3 separate regions of the Sus scrofa genome follow, and regions 1 and 2 are each linked to region 3. Evidence: chromatin contacts called from public HiChIP or PLAC-seq data. All regions are on one chromosome and are shown on one strand. The core of a region is the stretch at or near the end of the contact, and the rest is flanking DNA. Distances in the headings are between cores, read along the strand shown. Region 1 holds the start of POGLUT1 (protein O-glucosyltransferase 1). Region 2 overlaps TIMMDC1 (complex I assembly factor TIMMDC1, mitochondrial). Region 3 holds the start of COX17 (COX17 cytochrome c oxidase assembly homolog).

Evidence for each region. HiChIP or PLAC-seq counts read pairs in DNA pulled down with a chosen protein or histone mark.
Region 1: a contact with region 3 is called in an H3K27ac HiChIP or PLAC-seq map of skeletal muscle. The contact joins the promoter of POGLUT1 here to the promoter of COX17 in region 3. A contact is called at or near these places in 2 of 5 promoter capture datasets (fetal liver and liver), 1 of 47 Hi-C or Micro-C datasets (fibroblasts) and 2 of 2 datasets of contacts at active chromatin or transcription factors (alveolar macrophages and skeletal muscle).
Region 2: a contact with region 3 is called in an H3K27ac HiChIP or PLAC-seq map of alveolar macrophages. The contact joins the enhancer-like site here to the promoter of COX17 in region 3. A contact is called at or near these places in 6 of 47 Hi-C or Micro-C datasets (brain, embryonic fibroblasts, mesenchymal stem cells and 3 more) and 2 of 2 datasets of contacts at active chromatin or transcription factors (alveolar macrophages and skeletal muscle).

The regions. Positions count from the first base shown.
Region 1 is chr13:140,792,134-140,795,840 of Sscrofa11.1, reverse strand. POGLUT1 (protein O-glucosyltransferase 1) reads left to right here and starts at 2,196. Exons shown (of 11, transcript XM_021070325.1): 1 at 2,196-2,393; 2 at 3,097-3,187. The coding sequence starts at 2,309.
Region 2 is chr13:140,726,364-140,729,928 of Sscrofa11.1, reverse strand. It overlaps TIMMDC1 (complex I assembly factor TIMMDC1, mitochondrial), which reads left to right. Exons shown (of 8, transcript XM_021070323.1): 8 at 1-1,370. It also overlaps a transcript of CD80 not described here. Among named protein-coding and RNA genes, the nearest start is that of TIMMDC1, 31 kb to the left of the region's middle. Within about 2 kb of position 1,523, at least 8 of the 83 cell types and tissues checked have an H3K27ac peak or open chromatin away from gene starts, as enhancers often do. A contact at or near this core is called in alveolar macrophages, retroperitoneal adipose tissue and skeletal muscle, where this site is marked.
Region 3 is chr13:140,582,350-140,585,670 of Sscrofa11.1, reverse strand. COX17 (COX17 cytochrome c oxidase assembly homolog) reads right to left here and starts at 1,385. Exons shown (of 3, transcript NM_001348525.1): 1 at 1,134-1,385. The coding sequence starts at 1,240.

The DNA of each region.
Region 1 (3,707 bases), core at 947-3,446, 210 kb before region 3:
CTTATGGTACATTTCTTTTCATATTTGCTCTGTTAATTCCTTGCTAGCTTGCTACATTGAAACTCTGTTGATTTTCTCTTGGTTCACCAGCATTCATCTTTCATTGAGCAATTATTTATTTAGTGCCTACTGTGTACCAGGCATTGTATTAATGAGTAAGACAGCAGATATGTCCCTGTCCTCCTGGGGTTTATATTCTAATGAAAGAAACATGTATTTAATATCAATGAAATAATTACAGGTTGTAAGTATTATGAAGGAGATAAAGGGATAAGGTGAAAAATAAAGGTGCTATTTTGAAGGGAATCTGTCTGAGGAAATGACATTCCAGAAAAAACCTGAATATGGGGAAGGAACCAGAAATGCCAAGATGGGAGAGAAAAGTAATCTTCATAGAAAACAAAACTTATGCAGAGATTCTAAGGTAGGCTAGAGCTTGGCATGTGTGAGAAACAATGCAAAGCTGTACAGTTAGATCACAGTATGAAATGAATTTGAAGAGACAAACAGAAGCTTGAACATGGAGGGTCTTTTAAACTATACTGTTTGCATTTTAAATTAGTGGCTGGCCTAGGACCTAGAAATCTGTGGGTTTCTTAAGTCCCAGAAGAATTCTAGCACCCATTCACATATAGGAACCACTGGAGTAAAACACCTCACCTCTTAAGGAAATGAAACAAGTATTGTTTAGATTCAGGTGCAGCTTATTCCTTCTGTGTATAGGGCTCACTTACCTCCCAATCTCTCACTGCAAAGATAAACATTGTAAATTTGCAGAAAACACTGATTTATTTTCATTTCAAAGACATTATAACACAAAATGATTTCTGTTTTGTTCTGATCACAGAAAGCAATAATTATGGAAATAAGCTATTTTATTGGGGTTTTTATAATTGTTCTCCAGTATATTCATTTTAAAGTAACTTTGAAAGTAAAGGTTATTGTGTTTAATCTATGTAGTACACAGTCTTATGTGCTTTTGATGAAACATTCATTTGAACTACTGTACACCTTCCTGGAAGTAGAAAAAATTGATTTAAGTTTCATTTGGATTCCTGAAGAAGCCTTTTAAGATGCAGTGTTAATGATTCATTTTCTTCTCTTGCTTACTCATGCAGAATGAGTTACATAGCCCATTCCTAGCTAATCAACATTATTTTACCTTCCAACGTTCCTTAAGATGTATCCTAAATCCTCCACTACCATCAGCCTAGGTTCTACTCCCATGTGCAAATTATGGCTGCTCCCCTTTTTCAGCATCTCCAGCATTCTCCTTTTCTTCAGCCTGGAATGCACCCTTCCTGCCCCCTTTCTTCAGTATTCCAGTTCAAATTGATCTTTCCGTCTGCTGAAACCAGTAGCATTTAGATACTGCCTTAAGTTGTAAATTATCTCTGGGGAAGTCATATTTTTCTTCTGGCTAGTTCTAAACTTCGGGGCACAGATCTCATCTTGTACTTCCACGTTTTTCCACAGAGCCTAGAGTGTCACTATGCACATTTTACACAATGGATACATACTTCTATTTGTATGATCACTGTATATATATATATATCTACGCTTTTCTTTATATACCATATAGAGCTATATACATACACTGTATGGTATGTTGCCCATTGTTTTGTTTTGTTTTTCCAAGTCACCCAAACACTTATAAATAGTTATTACAAAGAGATGTGTGCTATATATTGTCTGCAACCTTTTGGGCTCTAACAGTGCTGTAGACATTCAGGGGTTCAACAAATCTATACTATTTAATAAGAACCAGTTTGAGGTTGTGGAAGGAACTTCTAGCCTAAATTTTGCCACTTAAAGGCGGATCTGTGGGCGGAAAATGGTATCCTCTCTGACCTTCAGTTTTGGGGCTGTGAGACTGTGTTCAAGATGTTATAAAATGTAACGAACAAATATTAGACATTTTACCGGGGAGGAGGGGCGTACCATTTATTCATTCGCTCCTAGGATCCGATTTTATCTGAGGGCGAGCGAGCTGGGGCGGAGGGTCGGGGAGAGGATTTCACTCTATTCGCAAAGATGCAGCTCTGAACATATAAAGCTCGGCTTTCAACAGACGAGTAGAAAAATCGCGTCCCGCCGCACCGCACTAGGCGTTGGTTAACTCCCCGGGGAGGGCCCAGCTTCCCCGCTCCGCCTTCGCAGGGAACCGGTACCCGGAGGCTGAGCAGCGAGCAGCAGCCTCTGCGTTGGGCGGCTCTCCACCCACGTGGTGCGGCTCCACGGCCATCTTTGTGCGGGGCTGCGCTTCCGCCGGCGCAGCGGCGGGGCCTCCGCAGTGGGTCGGCTGGCGATGGAGCGGTGGGCGCTCTCACATCTTCGGTTGTGGCTGCTGTTGCTCCTCCTGCTCCCGGTGCCGGGCCGCCAAAAGGAGTCAGGTGCGCTCTGGGCGGCGCCGAGCCCGCCGCTGGGGCTCAGGGTCTGGCCCGGTGCCAAGCGCTCTCCCGCTCCCCTCGCTCCCGGTGCGGCTGGCGCCCGGCTTCTGCTGTGGTCGCGGTGGCGCAGAGCTGGGCAGGGAGCACCCGGGCGCCTCAGAGCGGAGAGAGATTGCGTCTGGGTGTCTAGCGCGGCTTCTGCCCAGGACCCTGGAGAGTAACCCATCCTCTGGAATTCGGAGTGATAGTTGGGAGGAGAGGGTATGCCCCTGTTCCTCCACAGCGAGTGTGTCCCACGCTGGGCTACCTTGTAGCTCCCTAACACACGTTGGGGGATAACTTGTGTGTGTGTGTTCGAAGGGAGGGTTAATGCCTGCGGCTTTTAATCAACCCCCTTTATGAGGCTCAGTTTGATTAGTAAAAGGTGAGAATCCATGTCACCAGCTTATCCATAACCTAGGTGCCAAGAATTAAGCTTGGAAATTTTCCCATTTCTTGTATACCTGGCAGCCTGAGTAGAGGAGCAGACCTGACCTGAGTGCTGGAGAGCTATAGAATGAATCCTTCCTGGAGGTTCATTTCACCAGTGGGATGGAAAAGGGGTGTCTACAAGTTTGGGCCTTCTTTTGGTTCTGCCTGTGTGCCGCAAGTGAATAAGAATGCTCAGGGATGTTTTGTTAACCTTCATTTACTTCACTTTTTGAAGGTTCGAAATGGAAAGTACTTATTGACCAAATTAACAGAGCTTTGGAAAATTATGAACCATGTTCAAGTCAAAACTGCAGCTGCTACCATGGGTGAGTTCTTTTCTTTGATGTGTTTTAGAGTATTTAGATCTTGTCAGGAGGAAATGCCCTAAGATCCCAGAAAGACCTTAGTTGCTGTCAGAGAGCCAAGCATGCTTTGAGAGCAGACAGATGTTTTGAGGGTCCCTGAGGTGGTTTTCACATTTCTAGGGAATAAAAATGCCCTGGGATGGGAAAGGCCAAAGTGGTCTTAGCATTGCTTGTTAACTTCCTGTAGGAGTTAGCACATGTATTTGTCTGCCTTCCCCACTGAACCAAAAGCTTCTTGAGGTCAAGGCCTCTGTCTTATATTCACTGCTGTATTCCTGGTGCTGGCTCTCAGTAAGTACTTAACTAAATATTGTTGAAGGAATGAATGTATATTTGAATGAATCAAATCGTATGTTTCCTGTTGGCTGTATATTTTTTCATATATATACATGGTATAAAATTTATAAAGTTCAAAAGGGCATTTACAAAAGTGAAAAGTAAGTTTTCTCCAACTCCTGGCTCACGCTATTTACTTGCCCTG
Region 2 (3,565 bases), core at 274-2,773, 140 kb before region 3:
GGGGGTGGGGGGGGATGACTGAGTCAAGTGTACTGAGGGGTAAAAACTGCTTGTGCTTTGTTTGGGGGTTAAACTTAGTGAAAATGCTGTTGCCCACATGAGCAGCGTTTGAGGTTCCCATATGGTGCAGCAGGTTTGGGATCCGTTATTGCCGCAGCTATAGTACAGGCCACAACATCCGCACAGGTTTGATCCCTGGCCTGGGAACTTCCACATGTTGAAGGTGCAGCCAAAAGAAAAAAAAGTCTTTCACATGATCAGTATTTGTGAAGCAGCCTAGAGTGTTGGCTAGAACTGGGGGCTCTGGAGGCAGGGCACTGGCTTGCAGTCTTAGCCCTGTGTCTTTGCATCCATGTGACCTACAGCACAGCCATTTTACTTTAAGTCTGGAGTTTTCTGTCAAATGAAACAGTATCTACCCCAGAATGGGTAGTAAATGTGTAGAGCATAACACAATGCTGTGGCACACAGGACATTATCTAATTGCAGATATTAGCAGTTAAAATTGTATGAGAACCTGGAGTTCCCTTTGTGGCTTGGTGGTTACAAATCCAACTAGTATCCATGAGGATGCGGGTTTGATCCCTGGCCTTGCTCAGTGGATTAAGGATCTGCTGTGTAGGTTGCAGATATAGCTCGGATCTGGTGTCGCTGTGGCTGTGGCATAGGCCAGCAGCTGCAGCTCCAGTTCAACACCTAGCCTGGGAACTTGCATATGCTACAGATGCAGTCCTAAAAAGAAAAAAAAGGGGGGAGAGATATGAGAACATCTGCACCAATGTATTTTCACCACGATTTACATATTCTTGCCACACTCCAAAAAGCATGTTTTTCTTAATCATCCCATTCATAAATTGTAACAAATTGGCAGTTAGTCGGTTTATTTTATTCATACCCCCATACAGGTTAAATCTTTAAACTAGAAATTATAAATTATCAGATGGTTGGTTTTAAAATAATTTTATTCATATCACAAAAATATCAAAATAATAGAAGTAAAATAATTTTGAAAGTAGTACTAATACATTTATTAAATGTAATAAGTAATAATTTACTATAATTTATTGTTTAAAGTACAAATAAGCTGTCTCTTGGGTTTGTCTCTTGTTTTGTGGTTAATTACTTCTTAAGGTCTCCTTTTGATCATGTCCGAGGATTATGAATCTTAACTAAAGGCAGCAATTCCTGTTTGTTGTTGTTGTTGTTGTTATGGTTGTTTCCTTACCTTACACTTTTGTCAGTCTACTACCCATATTTTCTTCAGTAACTTTGTTCTGTGAGGAACTATTTAAACATATACCTCTGTTCTTTAGACTATATAGCATAATCTGGTCCCTTTTTAGCTGTCAAAATTAAACATTTTAAATCCAGCCACATTTGAGAAACTTGGTCAACTCTTGCTGTCCAACTCTAGATTTTCAAATGAGAATGTCTAGTTGCCCCAGCTTAAGTAAGATTCACTTAGAGAAAGAGGAGTCATGAGTTAAGTAACATAAGAACAGTAGTTGGCCACTTCTTTCTTTTCAATTCTCTGCTGATGTCAGAATGATCCAAAAATACCAAGGAGGAAAAGCCACTTTAGGGATCTAAAGAAGCCTTGTGGAAGCTCTTTTTCATTACCTTAAGCAGTTTCTTCTAAAGACAGCTTAATCTTTAGTACATACACACAGTAAAACCTATCTCATTTTAACTGAGAACATCCTCATAAATATTTTATAAATGCAATTAAAGTAAAGCTATTTAAGGAAATTATCAGTCCAATGTGAACCAATAGAATGTTAACCCACTGAGCAAGGCCAGGGATTGAACCCTCATCCTTGTGAATACTATTTGGGTTCTTAACCCACTGAGCCACAACAGGAACTCCAGAATGTGCATCTTTAACCCACACTAACCACCCTCTCCAACCCAGCTATTGCTTTGGAGTGTATAAGTCATTGGCATTACATATCAGAGGAAATTAGTTTTGGATAGCTCTACTTCCTCCTGAACCTGGTAGAGAAGATTGATACTGGCTAAACTGTTTCCAGAAGCACTTTAACTCTGTGTGTGTGTGTGTACACATACCAGTTAATAGCACAGAGCTAGATTGATGAAGGAAAAGAGTACCAGAGCCAGGAAAATCTGGGTTCTAGCCTTGGCCTTTACAATTCAGGTCACCTCCCAGAACTTCAGTACCCTGTCATTGGTAAGACTAGTATTCGTGGAGTTCCCATTGTGGCTCAAGGGGTTAAGAACCCCACATAGTGTCAATGAGAAGGCGGATTTGATCCCTGGCCTTGCTCAGTGTGTTAAGGATCCAGTGTTGTTACAAGCTCTGCCGTAGGTTGCAGATACCGGCCCTGATCTAGTGTTGCTTTGGCTGTGGCTGTGGTGGCAACTGCAGCTCCAATTCTACCCCTAGCCTGAGAGCTTACATACACTACAGGTGTGGCCGTAAAAAAGGAAAAAAAAAAGGACTAGTATTCACTAATGTTTCCTCCAGGCCTACAGAATTCTGTGTTTCCATAGTTCCTATTGTGGCTCACTGGGTTAAGGAAAAAAAAAAAAAAAAAAAAAAGCCTGTGTTTACAAATCCTTGGTCAGCATCACTAGAGCTAACTTCTGTCCCCACCATACTCCTCCAGTCACTTTCTGCAAAGCCGCTGGAATGAGAGGCTCCTTGCAAACAGATACATGAAGGGCAAGGTGAGATAACCCTGGCCATCTCAGGAAGCTCCAAGAAGAGGTCAGTCTCAGGCGGGACCTGCAGAAAACATTTAAAAATTTTATATTTTTTTTACTGCGAAGTTATTCCCAGGTTGAGGTAACATTGTAGATGTTAATCTTGATGACTAAACAACATAAAGGCAGGTCTAAATTGTGAGAGAATTTAGGACAAATCTGACAGTTTTTACCACATGAAATAGCAGGTAAATGTTAACTACCAGCTGTCACCAACCAACCAAACATTATCGATCAAGGCACTCATTCATCTATATGTGGGGTAAACAAAGGCTTGTTGAGCTTGCTTGGTCTTCTCAATAAGCCAACGATTTGGTGAAGAACATAAGACATGGCACATGAAAATAAACCCAGGGTGGACAGTGATGTGCTGGAAATAGCACTGTTCCAGCATTCAGAGGCAGAACTGCTTGAATTGGACAAGATGGCCACAGAAGGCTTGTGTAGGAGACTGAGTTCGTGGCTTCATTAGGAAGTATCAGCTAACTAAGCAGAAGTCTTTGAAGATAATCAGGGAAATGCTAGGTAATTGCAGAACTGAGGGGAGCATCCTGGAAAGGGTATTGTAAGAAATAAGCAAGAAGCTGAAATGAAAAGAAAACAGGATAGGAAGCTGAGAGGCTGTTGTGGGGAAGTACATATAAGCTGCTGTGGTATTCTAAAAGGAACCTGAGCTTGATGTCCAGTTTGGGTCCTGGTTTTGCTCCTTCCCTGTCTGACCTTAGGCAGATCACTCAACCTCTGGGAGCACTGGGTTTCTCTCCCATAAAACGGAGATCTTGCTCATAGAGATTTTTACAAAATGAAAATGAAATAATGCTTTTGTGGAGTTCCCGTTGTG
Region 3 (3,321 bases), core at 136-2,635:
CTTTACTTTTTATGTGAGGACAAAAAGGGACTGGAGGGAGAGGTGTACATTCACATTATCTGAAGATTCCTTCTGAGATTTGTTCCACAACAGAGGCTGTATACAGTAAGAAGAAATGAAAACCTTTTGCAGGTTGATGGTAATTTAGATAAACAATTCTGAACACTACAGTGTCACATATGTTATAGCCTAGTTGATTTTTAAATTATCTACCTAAAACGGTGGGGGGAAGAGTTTAGGGGATTTTCTGTACCGTTAAGAAATGTACCTTGTACCCTACTATGACTAAATTCGGGGAGAAATTACCAGAAAACCGGAAAACTTTTACTCTTTGATCTTGATAAATCTTTTTTTCTTGGCCGCGGGGGAACTATGTGCAACTTCCCGAAAAGAGATCGAACCCGCCCCACGGCAGTCGCTGCTGAGACCACGTGGGATCCTTAACCCCTCTCACCACAAGGGAACTCTGATTTTGCCAAGTCTTCTATCATGGCCCATAAACCATAGTAGAGCAATCATTGAAAAACGTTTCCATTAACTGTTTCCCTTTACTTTTTTTTAAGGGCCGCACCTGGGACATATGGAAGTTCCCAGGCTAGGGGCTGAATCAGAGCTGCATATGCCGGCCTACACCGCAGCCACAGCCACACAGATCCCATTGGCATCTGCGACCGACCTACCCTGCAGTTTGCAGGGCCGGCTCCTTTACCCACTGAACAGACCAGGGATCGAAACTGCATCCTTATGGCTGCTGGTCGGGTTCTTAATCCGGTGAGCCACCACGGGAACTCCTGTGTTTCTTTAAATCAAGTAGCATCCATCCGTTTACAAGCCTTCGGTCCTAAAGCAATGTTTGACCCATAACAGCTGATGAAAAACCTTTTGTAGGAAGGAATGCCTGGATTGAGCGCGGCGGGTCAATCTGACCTCTCTCTGATCCCTTCAACCTTTTCCCCAGGGTAAGCTACGAGCTCAGTCTACAGACAGCTGACTGCGAAGCCTACCCAGGTCTATAACCCTCAAGAGAGCCCCGCGGCAAAGTGAGGGCCACGACCAGCCCTAGTCCGGGCAGCGGCACCCGAAGGCAGTGCACGGAGCCTGCCCCGCCGCCCCCTCCCCGGCTGCGCACTGACCACGCATCGCGCGCTTTCTTGGTCTCCGGGCAGGCGCAGCAGGGCTTCAGCGGCTTCTTCTCCTGCGATTCAGGCGGGGCAGGGATTGCGGCCGCCAGACCCGGCATTTTTCGCGCCGAAAGCTGCAATTAGCTCTGCCACCCCAAACTCTACCGGCCTCCGGACACGCCGATTCGCCCGCAGTTATTTCCGGCAGTCGCTCCAAAACAGAACAGGAAGTCCTGCCTCTCACTCTGACGAACTGGGAGGAAGGGAGGAGGTAAAGAGGAAAAATGTTTTAAAGGGCACGCGCGTGCGCAGAAGAGGCCGAATGATGGCCTTAGTGCTAGGGCGCCTTTTCCGCGCAGGTGCAGAGAGCCCAGGTAAAGTGCAGCGATGTTTGTAGACCAGCATTGAGAGGACCCACAAATGAGGAGACCCGTAAGGCAACTCGGAGAGCTCTCAACCATACACCCAGCTCGAAGTCGAAAACTGAAACTCAAGAAGGTGAAATGACCTGTCTATGCTACAGAAAAAAAAAAAAAACACTAGTGAAAGCCAATTCCTCTTGAGTAACAGACTTAGCGCCCGGCATCTTATGCTTGCCATTATCTGCCTTACTGCCTTCACCACCCCACTTCACCGCTCTAGTTAAAAGTGAGTAGCAAAGGAGTTCCCTAGTGGTCAGCGCAAACGAATCAGACTAGGAACCATGAGGTTTCGGGTTCTATCCCTGGCCTCGTTCAGTGGTTTAAGGATCCAGCGTTGCCCTGAGCTGTGGTGTAGGTCACAGACAGGGCTCAGATCAGGTGTTGATGTGGCTGTGGCATAAGCTGGCAGCAGCTGTGTCTCCGATTAGACCCCTAGCCTGGGAACCTTACCTCACCCACACGCTTTAAATCCTCAGCTAGTTAGTGTTTATAGCTCCCTCTCCAACTGAATTGATTTCCATATGAATTGCCAATCATAGGGCAAATATATTGGTTAGTAAAATTTTAAAATGCCTTTTCATTGTCATTCCTCAAATTCAGTTAATACCTATCCATCTAGGTAAATAAGTAAACTTAGACAGTATTTGCAATAGAATGGACATAACCATTAAGTTTTTTTCCTGCAGAGAATTGTTTGAGGAAGGATGAACTTATTTTTTAAAGCAGGACTTCCAGGCATTGTTAAAATAGCTGTCTAGGGATACGCACTTTGGTTAATCAAACATTGCTTATCACCTAAACCAGCCAATGGTATTGCCCCTCAAGATGGCTGTTTTCTTGCTCTTTGTACATTCCCTGCTCCACCATTTCCTGCTCCACCAACCCCTAAGTGCATGATTGACCTTTCTACATATTTGTCCCAGGCCCCAGCAATGAGATTGTTCTTATCTAAAGAGCGGTGAGGGCAGTGCCTCTCTGCTGGTCTCCCTGGTAACTCATGTGCCAACCTGATGTCAATTCCCACTGTAACTGGCAATCTCCCCTTCCCCTCCAGGAGCAGAGACTTTACCATGTCCTGTCAGACATGTAAGAACCCCCTGGCCATTAAACCATCCATGTCTCTGTCACTGACTCTGGGCTCTTCAGTCATGAAGCTGGGTAGGCACAGGGCTTGCAGACCTGCGGGATGCAGCCTAACACTAAGGTTTGTTTCTGTATTCCAGAGATTCAGCTCAGAATCCTGAGGTGTGTCTGGGAACTGGTGTAAAAGTAATTTCTATATGTGTATTTTCCAAGTTACCAAGACCATCCCCATTTTGTCATCTGGCATTTCCATTAGCTGTGGTGCAGGTCACAGATGAGGCTCAGGTCTGATGTTGCTGTGGCTGTGGTATAGGCTGGCAGCTGTAGCTTTGATTGGACCCCTAGCCTGGGAACCTCCATATGCCACAAGTGCGGGCCTGAAAAGCACAAAAAAAAAAAACCCAATGCTTCTTAAACTAGCAACATCAACATCACTTGGAAATGTAATTTGCAATAAACACAGCTCAATCAATGGGGAAGAAAAAATAAACTAGAAAAAAAATAATATCACACCTACATATGTGTAAGTTCAAACTAAGTTATCAAAAGACAACAGTAGGAATTTCTGTCGTGGCTCAGTGGTAAAGAACCAGACTAGTATCCATGAGGATGTGGGTTTGGTCCCTGGCCTCTCTCAGTGGGTTAAGGATCCAGCAGTGCTGTGAGCTGTGGTGTAGGTTGCAGATGTGGCTAGC